2 separate regions of the Ovis aries genome follow, and region 1 is linked to region 2. The links are chromatin contacts, called in public Hi-C maps. All regions are on one chromosome and are shown on one strand. Each heading gives the region's core, a stretch centred on a gene start, on an enhancer-like site or on the middle of the called end of the contact. The rest is flanking DNA. Distances are from core to core; before and after follow the strand shown.

Region 1 (3,622 bases), core at 63-2,562, 420 kb after region 2:
AGAGGAAAATGAGAAGTTTCAGGTCTGAGACTCTTTTTAAGGGCTTGCAGGCTGGCCCCTTCAGAGTCTGAGCCTCTTCTGCATTATTCCTCCCAAGTTGCCAGCCTAGTTGTACTGGAACCTGCAAGTGACGGGGGCTCACTCCCTCACTGGGCAGCCCACGTGGTCTTCTTCCCATTACATACACTGAGCTGACACACCTCCCTCTTTGTCTGCTTTACTGGCCTCAGTTCTACCAGTTGGGAGCCACATGAAACCGGTCCTCTAGCCACGACGGTTTCTAAACTTGGCTCTTCATCATTTTAAAAATGTCTCCTGAGCTCTCCTCTGGATATTCTGTCTCAGGAGTTCTGGAAGAGCCTCTCAGAGTGGCTGTCCCACACTCATTCTGACTCCTATTATCAGCACCCCCATCCGCACTTGCATTCCTGAACCAAGCCTCTCTCTTGCACACAGTCTTGATGGGACTGTCCCCAAGTGTCCCCAGGACATCTTATGGAACCAGTCAGGTTTGTTCTTGCCCAGGAATTTTATTTTTAAGCAGAGAGGCACAAAGCTTGGAAGACAATAGGAGCTGACTTCTCCAGAGAGTGTTCACAAGTTCCTGCCTCTTAGGTCCAGACAGAGCCCTGGGTCCTGACCTCTCCAAAACTTGGGTCTTCTTGTTTTCTCTTCATTCTGTGAGCCTCCAGCATATTTTCCATAAACCCTCCATTTTGCCTAAGTCAGCCAAAGTCATTTCTTTTTCTTGCAAACAAAGAACTCTATCCATACAGAAGGTGAAGAGCAGTACCTGATAATCTGAATGTCATTCTGACGGAAACAGTGCTTTGGGGACCGTGATCTCAGTTTATTGTCATTGTTTGATTGATGAAGGCACTGAAGCCTGGAGAGGACAGGGGCCCCCCTGAGATCTCACAGCATCAGCAGGGAACGGGGAAGGCTCCCCTCAGATCTCACAGCATCAGCAGGGAAGGGGGAACTGGAGAAGACACAGCGTCCATCAGACTCCTCCCCGTGCTACCTTCTGCTCTAAGACACTTCCCCCAGATTTCCTAGCCACACTCTCACAGGATGAAGACTCTACCAGGGCAGGAGACAACTCTTCACTGTTTTCCCCTCCCTCCCTCTCGCCGTGCAAGAGCAGGGGAGGAAGCGGCCGGGGCACAGAGCCTCTGGATTGGATGGCGAGAAGACCTCACGGAGAGAGGTCAGCACTTGAAAAATTCCTCAAGTCAAAGGGCTCGGGGCCTGGGTGCCACACAAGGCCCTCACTGTGTGCGGACATTGTCCCCCTGATAAAAGGGGCCGGGCCTGGGAAAGCGGCGCTGGTGTCCAGGCGACAGGCCAGGCTGCTGGGGAATGCCCAAGGCCCCTCCCGCACCAGGCACCAGGGCGGAGGGAGGGGGAGTGGCAGGGGGTGCCCAGAGTGGGAGGACAAGCCCAGAAGTCCAGCACCACCCCAGGTTGCAGGGGGTGGCTTGTATGAATCCGTGAATGAAGGGAGTAAGAGGATGGCAAGACCCCTCTCACCAGGCCTTTCCTAGCTCCCTGCCCCCCACTGCTGGATTTCCCCACAGGGAACAGGCAGGGCTTACCCTTATTTCAAGGAGAGTCTTAGGGGTAGAGGAAGAGGTGGGTGGGGGGAAACATAAGGATTTTGTTCCCTAGAGCCTAGTGTCCCCAACAGACAGGTGTAAATCCTGCCTTGAGCCCCCGACCAACTCTAGGAGGAGGGGAACCAGCCCGGTCCCCGTCTTCCCATCTTCAGAGCAGACAGTGTGCCAGCCCACCAGCGCCCAGACAGCCCTCCTCCGGGGCTTCTAGAGCGCAGCCCTCAGGCACGTCCAGCTGAGCTGAGAAACGTGCCAGCGGCTTCCTCCCCACCGGCTGCCAGGGCCACTGCATTCGCTAGCAGTTAGTATCACAATTAGCTGGGGTTTAATATTTATTTCATTTTATTTATTTGGCTGTGCAGGGTCTTAGCTGCAGCACACAGGATCTTCCGTCTTCACTGTGGCATGTGGAGTTCTCGTCGCAGCATATGGGATCTTTGGCTGTGGCATGTGGGATCTAGTTCCCTGACCAGGGACTGAACCCGCGCCCCCTGCATTGGGAGTATGGAGTCCTAGCCACTGGACCACAGGGAAGTCCCTGCAATCAACCGTTAACACCATCACCATTTCAGTGCCCGTTACGACAGCTAAGCCCAGTACCAGCCCCCTCCACCTCTTACTGACCCTTCGTGAGAGGTGCCACGATCCTGCCTTACAATGGAGGAATGTGAGGCCCAGAGGCCAGACTCCCCCAAGGTCTCATGAGTGAGAGAGAGGAAGGGGTCCAGGCAGTCTGCCTCGAGACTGTCCACTCTATTTTGTTCCTGCCCTGCTGGTGACTGCGACTGTTCAGTCCTCATCACAGGCCGGGAAAGCAGCTTCCTGAGAATGAGGTCAATGGAAGGGGTGGGAGGGCTGGTTTGGCTCCCCAACCAGAAAGCAAGGACGCACAAAGGCCAGCTTCTCACTGGGCCCATGTTAGCAGGGCTGGGCACTGCCTCTTGTTGCCACCCTCCGTTAGTAGGGTGGAAAGATAAAGTAACAGACATCTACTTAATTATGAACTCCAGATAAACAACAAATAATTTTGTGGTACAAATCTATATATTGCATGGGATATGCTTATACTGATTCACTGTCTAATTATTAATTGGACATCGCCATTTTTACTGGCTAAAGCAACAAGCAACTCTACCCAAAAGCCTCTGCTGGTGATGCCAGCTCTGAATTTAATACCCCCTTCCCACCCACTGCAACCCTCCCCCGACAAGACAGCACAGTGGGAAGCAGAAAGTCCTGGTCTCCCTGGGGCCAATTAGGCCACAGCAAGGCTTCAAGGGGCTGCCAAGACTCCCTGAGCTCACGAGTGTCTGGATGGCTACAGGAAACCCCACTTCCCCTGGCACCTCAACATTCTGGCTGCCCAAAGGCACTGGTGGAGGGGGTGCTTGAGGCGGGTACTTTCCTCTGAGGAGGAGGCCACTGCGCTTGGCCACCACGCTGTAACAGGGAGTCCTGCCCTTAGACATGAGTGTGTGTGCCCACATGAGTCAGACACGCGCGTGTGTGGGTGTGTGCGCTCACACGAGGCTCCAGAGCCCTGCTCCGGAGCCCTCAGGCACAGCACACGAGGCCTGTGCTCAGGTGCGAGAGGTTAGGATGACAGGAGAACAGGGATGCCAGACTCGTCAGCTGGCCGGCCTGAGCCAGCTGCACACGCCACTGTGCCTGCTCTCATCCCGGGCTCGGAGCCTTAGCTCCCTTCTTCACACAAGGAGAACAGTAATAGTACTCCATACAGTTGTTGAGAGGATTAAATCAGAGAATCTATGAGAACCATTTAGCACAACGTCTGGTCATGCAAGGGCACAGGTGCTTGCCATATGACGAGGAGGAGGACCTGACCGCATTCCCAAAGAGCTCTTGGTTTCTTCATTTGTGTGTTCACTCATTTTCAACCTAGACTTCTTAGCACCTACATCATGCCAAACACTGAAGCCCTGGGAAACAGTCAGCAGGAGGTAGGGCACCATCAGATACGCCTGCAAAGGAGTTGGTCCTGTTAA
Region 2 (3,865 bases), core at 181-2,680:
AAGTATTAACATGGAGTTTTTCAGAGTGCCTTCTTGAAAGTCACATGTGGATCCCTCAGGGCATTTCAGCAACGTTGCTGGATGGCTTCTCTTGGTGGGTGGCTCGTCATGGGTCCTACCTTGTGTGGGTGGCCGTGGCTGGGGTTGTCCAAGTGGAGGACCCAGTTGGGCTTGCCCAGGGGATTTTGCTGGTTTAGTCTGAGAAGCCTAAAGCAGAAGAGAAAAGAAGACTGTTGTGGCCACTACAGCCGTTCACTTCCTGGGTGGGAGGGCAGGACTTGTAAACATCTGTTTGTTATTGAGGTGCTCAGTCGCTCACTTGTGTGATGGACTGTAGCCCGCCAGGCTCCTCTGTCTATGGGATTCTCCAGGCAGGAATACTGGAGTGGGCTGCTATTTCCTTCTCCATCGTTATTGAGGTAAAACTTACATAATGTGCACAGGACAAATCGTTTCTACACGTGGAGACGCCTGTGCAATCACCAAGCAGGTCAAGACAGAACATTTCCAGGGGAGAAGGCTGCCCCGTGCCCTCTCCAAGCCAGTGGCCTTCTTGAGAACAAGCATCTTTCTGACATCTGTTATCACAGATTTGTTTTGAGGGGGGAAAGGGGGATTAGGTTTTGAGACTTGCTTTTCCAGAAAGCTGGAGATCTAGCAAATTCTTTGGAGAACCATCTGGTAACCCCCATGGTGAGGATCAGGGAAGACAAGCGCTCTGTGTCAGCGTGAAGAGGCTGGAAGATGAGGAAACGGAAGACGCAAGAGTCCCTGTTGGCCAGTGCCCGGGGAGCACACAAAGGGCGTGTGTGTACATGTGGGCATGAGTGTGCGTGCGCGCGCACACACACACACACCTGCTCACCACTCAGGCCCGGGACGGAGGGCACAGGCAGGACAGCTGGCTTCATATGATGATAATGTCTGCCTGCGGACACTCAAAGCCCAGTTGAGACCATGTTTTTCTCTCCAGGGTGGCAGAGAGAGGAAGGGCCCCTCAGAGCCTCCCAAATGTCCCTGTCAGGAGCAGGGGTACAAACTCTCCCCCAAGCCCAGCCCCACCCACACCCCAGTTCTTTCTCCCCAAGTCGGTTCCTCCCTGGGTGCATCTCCTCTGGATCAGGGCACCCCCTCCCAGACGGCCAAGTATCTCTCATGCCTGTACACTCTCTTACCCAAGGCCTCAGGGGCGAGGATACCATGCCCCCTGGCATCAGGAGTTGGCTCATTTTGGAGATGACAAGGTCGGCCATCAGCTGCTTGTCCTCTTCCACGTGCTCGCCAATCAGGGGCATTGAGCTGTCCATCACCTGCGGGAGAAAAAGGAGCCCTGAAGGAGCTTCATGCCAGGGGAGCCTGGCAGCTGAGCAGTGCATCCCAGGAAGGTGGGCTCAGACCTCAGGACAGAAGTGAACACTAGATGGCAGTGTTCTCCACGCAAATCCCCGGCCCAGCGCTTCAGCTGGAAATGACCCCCGTGGAGACAGCCAATTACCCGCAGTTCAGTCTAAATCAACTCCCTGGACTCAGTTCAATTCAGTCTGCATTTGCTGGGTCTCAGACATGCGACCAAGGGTGAGGAGCCTTTGCTGACCTTTTCTGCTCTTTTCTTTGGGGAGCCGGTCTCTGCCCCCTCCTTTCCCACCTTGGCCCCTACCGAGGATTGGGGCCAGTTTCTTGAACTTTGGCCCAAGGTCAAGGTTTTCCACAAAGCCAGAAGCAGTGAAGGAAGGGGCTCAGTTATGATCAAAAAATGACATGGGTTGGAGTCAACTCAAGGTTCAGAGAGAAGAGGGAAGAGGCAAGGCCAGTTCTCCGGGATTCTAGCAGAATAAACTGCAGAGAAATTTCTTCCACAAGGAGAAGGCTGCTTCTCAAAGGAGGCACACTTGTAATGCGAGGGGCCCTGAGAGATCAGGGGCTTCCCAGGTGGTGCTGCTGGTAAAGAACCTGTCTGCCAATGCAGGGGATATAAGAGATGCGAGTTCGATCCCTGGGTGGGGAAGATCTCCTGGAGGAGGGCATGGCAACCCACTCCAGTATTCTTGCCTGGAGAATTCCATGGACATAAGAGCCTGGTGGGTTACAGTCCATGGGGTTGCAAAGAGTCAGACACGACAAGTGACTTGGCATGCATGCATGCTGAGTGATCACATTTGTGCATCCACTCTTTTGGCAGATGGAGAAACCAAGGCCCAGAGATGGCAAGGGGCTTGCTCAAAGCCATGTAGGCCAATGATCCAGGTGGTTCCCTAGGCATGGACAGAGGTAGAAGGTCTTGGGTGGGTTGGTGGAGGGTGGGGCCTTGGTGGGCTCTCTGTCTCCTCCCCAGCTATAGGAATCCAGCCTGTTTCCCCAGCTCACCGCAATCTAATTCTCCATCTGGTTTCCTCTTTTCCCAAGCTCTGGACTCACCAGGTTCTGTCTGCCATCCAGGTCCCTGGGCAGGTCATTGACTCTGCCCACTCTCTACCTGGCTAGCCCTTCTCATCTGTCAGGAATATCTAGCTGGTCCTTCCTCTGCGAAGCCTTTTTGGCACTCCTGCCATCCTTGCTTTGGTTGTCTCACCATCTCCTGTTTATGTGTGTCTCTCCAACCAGATTGTGAGCCCCTGGCTTGGGGATGGGCCCTGTGTCCAGACAGGTATGCCCTTGATAAGTACCTGCTGAATGGAAGGACAAGTCCTGCTTTTATCGATAAGGATACTAGTAAGTGCTGTATGGTTTTACTAGGTGCCAGGCGCTGTTTGAAGCACTGGGTGGAGATCTCACATAAATCTCAGAGTATCTCTTTGAGATAGGTACCATTATTGTTCTTCTCCTGATGGGAAAGCTGAGGGTCAGAGAAGTAGCAAGTTCCAGGACAGTGAGCACTCCTACATCTCAACAATCACCAAACAGCTCTGAGTAAGAACTGGGAACCGGAGACCTGGTTTCCAGGCTCTGGTTCTCCTAGGGACTCATGGTATGATCCTGGCAGCTCACTTCTCATCTGTGGGCCTGTTGTTTTCCTCAACTATAACCTGAGGGGGTTGGGCAGCTGCAAAGACCCTTGCATCTGGGACTTTTAGGAGCCCATTAATCTAAAGCACCTACTATAGTTGTTGCTGTTTGGTTGCTAAGTCGTGCCCAACTCTTTGCAACCCCATGGACTGTAGCCTGCCGGGCTCCTCTGTCCGTGGGATTTGCCAAGCAAGAATATTGGAGTGAGTAGCCATTTCCTTCTGCAGGGGATCTTCCTGATCCAGGGATCATACCAGTGTCTCCTGCATTGCAGGTGGATTCTTTACCACTGAGCCACCAGGGAAGCCCTATTATGGTTGGGCAGCTGAAAAGCAAACTCAAGGATGTGAACGCAGATTGTATTAGCAAATTGAGCTCCCTGTGGGTTGGGCCTGGGTCCTTGGCTTTCTGGATCCCATTGCCCGGCACAAGGACAGTCAGTCTCTCAGTCAACGTGGGCTGAGCTGAGTTATGACTGTGGCGTCTGAGTGTGCACAGCTCTGGCTTTTCTCTTCCTGACCCTGCCTGCCCACTCCTTTTTTGTTCTGGTTTCTGTTTCCTATGTTCCCTACAGTGGAAAACAGCCACCACAATGAACCTGAGGTCAGAGCATTTTGCAGTCCCCACGGTGGACACAGCTAAAGGAAGTGGACGCTCTGGTCTCCCCAGGGAAGCATTTTTCCAGTGAGCAATGTCATTCCCTGGACAAGTCATGGAGGACAAGTTCAAGGGTCTTTCCCCTGAGTATTTCACTGTGAGGATCTTCACATGTCACTCAAATTTTATTTTCTTACCACAGAGGTGGCTAAAGAAATCAGTATTTTTAGATCCTGTCTTTGTTTTTTAAAATACCTTTTATCTT

Evidence for each region. A called contact is a pair of places that touch in the nucleus more often than the background predicts.
Region 1: a contact with region 2 is called in a Hi-C map of hypothalamus, with 7 times the contacts expected there. The contact joins two enhancer-like sites. A contact is called at or near these places in 11 of 16 Hi-C or Micro-C datasets (blood, hypothalamus, liver and 6 more).

Annotation. Positions count from the first base shown.
Region 1 is chr3:177,158,074-177,161,695 of ARS-UI_Ramb_v3.0, forward strand. The region is part of intron 2 of SYN3 (synapsin III); the gene reads right to left. It overlaps LOC132659468 (a long non-coding RNA gene), which reads left to right. Exons shown (of 2, transcript XR_009599973.1): 1 at 1-1,210; 2 at 1,979-2,681. Among named protein-coding and RNA genes, the nearest start is that of SYN3, 44 kb to the right of the region's middle. Within about 2 kb of position 1,313, at least 7 of the 54 cell types and tissues checked have an H3K27ac peak or open chromatin away from gene starts, as enhancers often do. A contact at or near this core is called in hypothalamus, where this site is marked.
Region 2 is chr3:176,737,476-176,741,340 of ARS-UI_Ramb_v3.0, forward strand. It overlaps SYN3 (synapsin III), which reads right to left. Exons shown (of 14, transcript XM_042247181.2): 11 at 1,176-1,310; 12 at 120-207. Among named protein-coding and RNA genes, the nearest start is that of FBXO7, 41 kb to the left of the region's middle. Within about 2 kb of position 1,431, at least 5 of the 54 cell types and tissues checked have an H3K27ac peak or open chromatin away from gene starts, as enhancers often do. A contact at or near this core is called in hypothalamus, where this site is marked.